Regions from separate parts of the Mus musculus genome. Here region 1 is linked to region 2. Evidence: chromatin contacts called from public Hi-C data. All regions are on one chromosome and are shown on one strand. Each heading gives the region's core, a stretch centred on a gene start, on an enhancer-like site or on the middle of the called end of the contact. The rest is flanking DNA. Distances are from core to core; before and after follow the strand shown. Region 1 overlaps Ppargc1a (peroxisome proliferative activated receptor, gamma, coactivator 1 alpha). Region 2 has its middle 100 kb from the start of Gm29924.

The links. A called contact is a pair of places that touch in the nucleus more often than the background predicts.
Region 1: a contact with region 2 is called in a Hi-C map of liver, with 2.3 times the contacts expected there. The contact joins two enhancer-like sites. A contact is called at or near these places in 3 of 484 Hi-C or Micro-C datasets (the C2C12 cell line, liver and myocytes) and 1 of 115 datasets of contacts at active chromatin or transcription factors (heart atrium).

What each region holds. Positions count from the first base shown.
Region 1 is chr5:51,535,227-51,539,372 of GRCm38.p6, reverse strand. All of the region lies in intron 2 of Ppargc1a (peroxisome proliferative activated receptor, gamma, coactivator 1 alpha), which reads left to right. Among named protein-coding and RNA genes, the nearest start is that of Ppargc1a, 17 kb to the left of the region's middle. Within about 2 kb of position 2,167, at least 13 of the 459 cell types and tissues checked have an H3K27ac peak or open chromatin away from gene starts, as enhancers often do. A contact at or near this core is called in liver, where this site is marked.
Region 2 is chr5:51,388,280-51,392,773 of GRCm38.p6, reverse strand. No RefSeq gene overlaps it. Among named protein-coding and RNA genes, the nearest start is that of Gm29924, 100 kb to the right of the region's middle. Within about 2 kb of position 1,308, at least 23 of the 459 cell types and tissues checked have an H3K27ac peak or open chromatin away from gene starts, as enhancers often do. A contact at or near this core is called in liver, where this site is marked.

The DNA of each region.
Region 1 (4,146 bases), core at 918-3,417, 150 kb before region 2:
GCATTCTGAACTTTGCAGGAAAGCCTTAGAGCTATTTGAAAAGTGCTGGTGCTTGGTGAATACTAAATTACATGTAGGAAATAGTCTACAGTACCAGTTACACTTCATTTTTATTCTTGACACAGACACCTAAATCAGAGAACAGTAACATTTCAGAGATTATGCAAGCAGTTTGGGTATGTTCCAACATTATAATAGGATCAGAATTTTAAGGCCTTTTGTATTATTACCAATACTCGCTTACTTTCTACTGCAGTGTACTTTGTAGGGAATTACAGCTTTTACTAAAAAGATTAAAATGCTATTATGCAAATGATTGCAGTATGTTATTATGTTTACAAATTAACATCCATGGCTCAACACACAAATTAACTAACTATTCTATCTGTGTTATTAAGGATTTAATAAAGTAACCATTAATAAAAATGGGTAGCTTGGAACACTTCATAAGAAACAATTGCGATTCAACACACACAACTAGAGTCTGGTGTTTAATGTTCTAGGTGATATAATAGTAAAATCAAGTTGAGCAAAGGCTTTAGAAAAAACACCATTGTGTGAATGGTGGAAATGTTTGTTTGAGATGCTGATGAGAAAGAACAAAATAGCTTCAGGGTCCAATATACAGTGGGCAGCATATCAATACATCTAAGCAGCACACACAAAACATCTTCTATTAAAAAGTGTTTCATTGAAATGATAATTGCCCTCTGTTCCGTGTCTGATATGTTCCACACTCCTAGAGAATACTGACATTATTCTGAAATGGAGCTCCGAGCACATTTTGCTGTGGCGACTGGGACTTAGCTACCTAGTATCACCGTGTGATAAAAGAGGGAAAGGCTAGCTTCAGACTAAGATGGCTTTACAAACAGGCTGCAAATTGCTATTCCTGGCTGTTCATGAGAGATCATAAAAGCCAGCAGATAAGAGCCGCCAAGGTCCCTGAGAAATGAATGTGTGTGATTATGTTATCTCTCACTTTGGATTTACTAGATGGACCGACAGCACCTTCCCTTTAGCCCCACAGGAATAGTAGGGAGAGGTACAGATTTTGAATAGTAAACTTTGCTGGGGTGGGCTTAAAAACTAAAACCATATCAAGTATTTTTTGTATGAAAATGTCTTTCTATAACTCAACACCAAATGCAATGGATTATATGTAATGAAAATTTATATTAAAAATGATTCTAAAATATCTTGTTTTGAAGAAACTGGGCTCAAGGGGGACCTAGGTTTCACATAGGTCTCATGATAAGAGATAGGGGGTATTACCTAAAATTAAGCAAGCTAACAGACAAGAGACACAGGAATTGCTCAGCAAACTCAATTTTTCATTTTCAATATTTTGAATTTATTTTCTCACTGATCAAAGATGAAGATAACTTTAGAGTCTGTAAGCAGGTAGCTGTTTAGGTCTAACTGCTGTGATTAGTAACCTGACCTTATGAAATGGAAGAGCTAAATGTACTTAGGGAAGGTACAGGCAGGGAAACCATCACAAAGTTGGCCAAGGTTTGTGCAATTTATTTTGTTCCAAATAGCACCTCTGTTGTTGTTGGGAAACTGCTTATGCAAATTTTTGATATCTAGCTTTAGCAAGATGCCTGCTTCCTTCATTTCCTTCCACATTTGGATAAATTGTGTTGTTCCTCACTATTCCAAATTTGTCCTTGTGGAAGTGAACACTTGCAAATTGTTTGAAGCTTCCTAAGGGAAAGAAAGCAAAGGAAGGGAGGGAGGGAGGGGAAAAATCCTGACCAAAACCAGTTTCTGTGACAGCTTATGATTTGATGGTGTGTGGCCTTGTCCTGTTCCCAGGCACCTGATCAAGAAAGTAGTACAATCCTGTTATGCAGGCATTCCAGAAATCTTGCCAACATTCACCTGACATGGCCAGGGTTTAAAGTCCTTGAGGTATAACTTTATGAAACAGGATGGAATGCTCTGCTTCTGGGATACGGGTGACCATGTACTCATATTATCTTATTTTATAAAGAAGAGGTGGGGACGGGGAGGGGGGGAGGGGGTGTCTGGGATCCTTGCCACGAAAGGGTGGTAAAATAATTAGTCCAGGAGACAAATGTCTTGGACCATGTTTAAACAGAGCTTTAAGGACACAGTGTTCCCAACACTCACATATCTAAATACAAACGGGTGTCAGCTGTTATACAGACCAAAGCATAGCAGTCTGCTTCTACACAGGTCATCCTCGATCCATTTTGGTCCCAGTCACACTGCACATCTGTTTCTGCGAGCTACAGCTTCTTAAGGTGGCATTTGGACTTCATAAGAGCACAAACAACCGAGCTATAAATTGCCACTGCTGGAGTTATTTTGAATAAGTGTATACTGTTTCATATTTATAATGGTGAGGCTTCATAATAGTCGCAGTGAATATATAACACCCATCAGTTCAACAAGCATGAAATTGTATGTTGTCAACTTGTCTCATAAATAGAGTCATCTTCTGGCTTGCGATAATGTCAAACAAACATCCCACCCCCCCGCAAGAATTGTCAAGAGGGTCACAAAAAATTAAAGTTAAAATTAAGAGAAGAAGGATAAAAAATAAGCAAAAACGTAAGAGAAAGCCAAGGAGGCAGTGCTTCCTTTAGGTAGCCTCATAAAGCTGAGTTTTCTGCTGTTACCTTCCTTGTCTGCTCTCTCTCCCAGGGAGCTATCTTCCCTTAAATGAATGCTAGCTAACTGGTTAATTGGACATGTTTTCTCTGCCATCCACGGATACCATTTCTACCCAGACCTTGCAGGGTTGGTACATAGTGCAGGTCTTGCTGAGTTGTGCATTTGTGAGCGCTTTTATTTTTTTAAGTTTTTTTTTTTTAAATTCTATTCTTGTGATGGAAATCAGTGCTAATTGTTACAAAACTCTCTAACTCTGTGCTCTGTCAAGCTTTCTGCGAGCCTTTGCACCCCAGTTAACTCTTAATTCATTATCAGAGCAATAGGAAGAGGTGACAGGAAGACACTTGGTTCAAACTTTTCTGAGCCACAAAACAGAGAGAGAGAGAGAGAGAGAGAGAGAGAGAGAGAGAGAGAGAGAGAGAGAGAGAGAGGCAGGAAAGAAATCTTTGTACCAAATTTGCAAATTGCTGTAAGGAAAAAAGACAAATAAAAAGCGCTCCCCGGCAGCTAGGGAGCAACTCAGAGACTGGTTTTCACAGTGGTTGAAATTTCTGCACCAGAGGCATGAGGAGAAACCAGTATGAGGTTTTTTTTTTTGTTTTCTTTTTTCTGCTTTTGAGAAATTCTTAGATGTGTTCAACACTCCCCATCTTTCTTTAAATGGCCGAGAGACAAGAAAGCGTTTGCAGCCTGTATCTGTAATCATTTTGACTTAGCCAGTTAAGTTGCTAACTTTAAGACCTCAGGACACTGTCTTGTCTTAAATCAAACACTATGCAGATATTACTGAGGCTTATGGCTAACCCTGCTCTCTTCATCGCGGGTCGTCGGCAAGATGGATGGCCATGTCTTCTTGTGGGAGAAACGATTTGCTGGTCAAAGCTCTTGGTCTCACTTTTGCATTTCTTTGTGCTTTTAGGTTAGGAAGTTCACCCATTCCTTCACTGATTTATGTATCCATTCACCAGAAAATAATTATTATCATATCATAACGTGTTCAGCTACTTGTCGATTTCTAGTGAGACAATGCCTTTGAGCAGACTTGTCCCCTGACTCCAGGAAGCTCATGGTGACTGATGAGAACAGACTTCTAATGCTGAGGGGGGTAAAGATTGTACTAAAGGGAGTATAGCAAGGGCTTATTTCACCTTAGTATATTGTCCATCAAAACGATAAATTCTGCTCTTCTTTCTCTTTCAAAAGTACCTCCGACTTGAAGTGTTTGTTGTTGTCTTTTCTGGAGACAACTTCCCTCTGCTACAGGACCTTTCCGTTTCTAACTAGGAGCTGAGAGATAGGCTCTAAAACCTCTAAGGTAGAGTCTCAGAATTTTGAAATTAGGAGAGTTGAAAAACTCATTGGGTAAAATAAAGTTTGCCCATTGGAATTGTTGAGGGAAATCAAGAGGAAGCCAATCTAAAGGAAGACAGCCCCACTGTCAGCAGGAAGCTCTTACATACTGCTTCTGCCAATGTGTGTTGGGGTTACGATGGACCAGAA
Region 2 (4,494 bases), core at 59-2,558:
GGTTTTGCCACATTGGTAATAATTGTTGATAGAGTTTTTTTTTCTTCTTCTTCTTCTTCAAGACAGAAAGCTACTATTTTAGGAATTGAGTCTTTCTTGGATTCAATGACAGAAATGATCAATTCTTCAGAAACCAAAATGGCTCATGATTAAAAAGAGTGGGGAATATTAGTGTTCAATGAAGCAGTGTGGAATTAAAATGCTTTAAGAAATATCTTATGAAGGCATAGTGGTTACGAAGGAAATGGCTGCATCCAAATTAGGCTTCTAATATCCAGTTTAGAAGGGGGAAATATTAAATGTGATATTTAACAATATTTTGTACTTGAAGAGCTGTGCTAAATACTACAAACCTTGTATCATATAATTCTTACAGCCATATAAATCATATCTACATTTTAACTCTGTGGATTATAAATATTAAATTATTTCCTTCAGGACATGTGGTTAGTACCCATCCCAGTTTCAACCAATGTAAGACTGGTCAAGGATTGTGTCCTTTTTCAGTTGTTACTTCGTGACTTTTAACCTCACTGTGTCAATATGAGTGTCAACCCCCTCACACTGTACCAGATTTTTTAAAATTTTACTTCTAGTTTATGTCTTTTGGTAATTTTTTAGACACAACTAGGACTACCTTTAGTATAATCTTTAGTATAAAGATTAATATTAACCAGATCTCACCAAAGAAGAAGCCTTGGGTCAATTAAGTGAGAACATTAGAGGGATTTGAAGAGTGTAACGAACAGCTAATTTCCTTGTGCCTCCTTCTGAATGCATGTGGGCATTGTGCATTGCTTTCTGCTCTGCTCAGGGAAGCTCAAACACTGAAGAGAGAGGTAAGAATTTCAAATAGGAGCTAACACATGGTCTTAGCTGTACAGAAACACAGTTCAGGAAATGACATAGCTGGGACTGTCAGTTTCCAAGGATTTTTTCACTTGCTTTATTATGATAACTGCAAAAAACCCACATTTACCTATTATATACAGAAGGCAGGGGTTCACAGAAAAATGAGGAGCCAAGTTTTGTGCCTCAAATGCTTTAATAATTTTCTCCCAGAAGGTTTAAAAGTTACTAGAACAGGATTGGGTCTTTGGACTTGCTCGTCCACGGCTTTGCTCTGGAGAGTGCTGGATGAGAGGGTGTCTTCTGCCAGAATCCACAGCTGGACGACCCATCTCAAGCCTTGCTCCTCCTACCATCTTCCCTGTAGCGATGAATCTGGACAGCTCTGCTCTGAGGCACAGCTTTCGGGACTTGGACTAGGGAGGAGTCAGTCTTTGTGGGAAACGGAAATGCCATGGTGCAGGTCCAAGGTCCACTGGGCATGAAGAGAGGCTGGAAAGATCAGCCGGAAAGAGTGTGTCATTATATCCTTGGTGTTTCCCTCTCGGACTTCAGCCCTTCTCTTCTGCCAGCTCTCTGTATGGCTGCCCAAATCAACAGGGAAGAGTAAAAAACAAAACAAAATACAAACTGATCAGTCCAGCAGCTGTTAAAAGTTTTCAGTGACATAATATCAGTCATCTTCTCTCCTTCCTTCAAATGGAGGGTGAAAGAGGGGTCCTGGGCTAGCCACTCCCACCTGTCCCTTTAGACCTCAAACTCATACTAGGGCCTTTCTCATCACAGTACTTTGGTTTCTGACAGGTTGCCACGTGCCTCTGATGACGGCAAATATCTCTCCATCCGGCCCTTTGCTTTTGGACTTCGGGGAGTACAGAGTGAGCTCTCAATAAGTATAGATTGTGTGGCTGCCCAATTTGACTTTTAAAAATGAGGTAGATCTTTGGGGGAGAGATTTGTTCAATTCACTGACAGCCAATAGTCCTTGAGACTGCTTTCTACCAAATTGAAAAATGACTCCGACATATGAATACAAATAAACTGATAATTCTAGTCCATTCATTTGTTTCTTCATTCAGTAAGAAGTAATTTGAGTGACTTCTATGCAGTCGACATGGCTCCAGGCCAAGAAAACACAGTGGCAGATTAATAGATACAGTCTCAGCCTTAAGAAGGTTCACAATCTCATAGAAGAATCATCTAAAGTAAGAGAACCAAGGATACATATATCATACTATTTTATATTAAATTACAAGAAAATATGACTAGAGTTATGATTTCAATGTAAAAAATAGTCCTCTTTTATACACATGTACTTAAATATTGCCTAAGATTTTTATTCTTTTGTATAACGTTTAATTGCATCTTCCTCTGCTTAGTGAGCATAGGGAGTGTACATAACACCATAAATAGCCAATATTTTTAGTACTTTTCGTGTTGGTTATTATAAAGTTGCTCAAGCTTTGTCTCACATTGTGCTAAGTACTGAACAGAAAAGAAGAATTAAAATTATTGGGCAGTCTTCTAAGCCAATTATTTCTCTATGATATTAATTTAATTCTCATTTGATCTTTATGAGATTATTGCTATTATTATATGTAAAATAGCCCAGCCAAATTCATATAACTATTAACTATCTACAGTCAAATATGATCCCAGATGGTTGCCTTTCATAGTGACCATTCAAAAAATACCGTACTCTATTACACATTAGAACATATCATAGTGTGCTACAAAATACAAAGGACAACAATTATTTTCAATGGTACATACATGTTTATATATGTAGTTATATGCATATAGGACCACACTATGCCATTCACTTGCTATCTATCGAGGATCAGAATAGCTTGGCATATCATTCTTCGTCTCAGAACACGTTTCTATTGATTTAAAAGGATCACTGAAGGCTGGAGATTGAAAGTTGCTGGAGTACACAAGTAGTAAGAATGAAGGCCTGAGTTCTATCCACAACCCCACATAAACAGAGCATGATAGTGCATGCCTATAATACCAGCTCTCAAGGGATGGAAGCAGGAGAATCAGAAGTTCAAGTTCAAGGTCATCTTCTCTTATGCAGCTAGTTGGAGCCATATATGAGCTATAAGAGACCTGTCTCAAAACACAGAGGAGATACATCCACATTTCACAAACAAGACTCTGAAAAGAAGACAATGTACTTATTGTCTAAAATGGATTTTTCTGTTTTGCATGAGTTTGGGGACCAAGGGCAATTGGATTTACCTCCAAAATCTGTGACTAAGAATGACAAAATATCTGATAATGGTGTTTCTTCAATGAAAATGGGAACAACTGGAATTCCTTTGTAGTGTTATTATGAGACATTCTATAAAATGTGGTTTAAATCACATGGCATATTACTCATATTTAATAAATGCCATTCCAGATGATGTCTCTTTCTATGGTCATACCCCAAATCATAGTCTTTCTAGACCCTAGACCCCATTCAAAAGATTCTACAGATTCTGTCAGTCTTCTGGGTGACCCCAAGTTGAGTTTTCACTTCAAACCATTTGCTGGGGCTGTGGTAACTGAGTAGTCAACTTTCCCATCCATTCAGGAAATAAGCAACTCAAGATAGCCTGTATGTTAGAACCTGCCAACATGCCTTACCCAATCCTTATCACTGAGTAAGGTAGGGAGTGGGATATATTTTGGGGGAAAGGGTAGCTTTGCTTCTCTGGGCTTCTCTATGACTGTGATGTTTTAAAAGAGGAAGTCACTGGGAAAATGTTGGAAGGAGTCCTTGCTCTTTAGGCACTGTAGAGATGTGAAAGCTTTGAAAACTCCCTCCTAGAACACAGTCCAACAAGAGCTCTAGAACCTGTCTTTTCTCATTCACCAGGACCTTGCTTTGAAATGAAAAACACAAAAAACAAAAACCAGATGCTTCTCACAGCTGGCTTCACCTATTATCTCTTTAATCTATCTAGAAGAAAGCTTTGCTTCTGTAATAGCAATGTGCTCATCTGGGTAGATGTGCAAGATGCTGGCCTGACAACTTTAAATTGCAAAGGAAATCCCGGAGAAGAATTTTCTTTCTCTACTCAATAAATTTCCTTTCATCCTTTTCCCTGATTCAGGTTCTCATGTGCACTTGCCCTCACCCCCAATCCCTACCACCATCTTTGTGGTTGAAGGCATGAGTGGAGATGTATTTTCAACAACTTAGGTTAAATCAATCCTCAGCTTCTTTCAGATATCAAGAGACTGTTTTTTGTTTTGTTTTGTTTTGTTTTGTTTTTTCTCAGCAGCATTTGCTTTTGTTTGACTCACTGTTCCAATAATTGGAATCTTCACTGAGTTGGTATAAATAAATGGGACCTAAGAGTTTCTCTTCAGCTACAGCTAAAGAGACAAGATATTTGAGGTCTATTGCCCTTGTCAGAGCTAGATGCTTGTTTATGGAGAGTATGTGTTTGAACAATTCAACTAAATACAATCCTTGCAACTCCCGAACACCTAAGCATTGATTATAAATGGTGATCTTTAATACACACACACACACACACACACACACACACACACACACACACACACACACACACACACACAAAGAGAGAGAGAGACAGAGAAAGACAGAGAGAGACAGAGACAGAGAGACAAAGGCCAGGGTTGGGATTG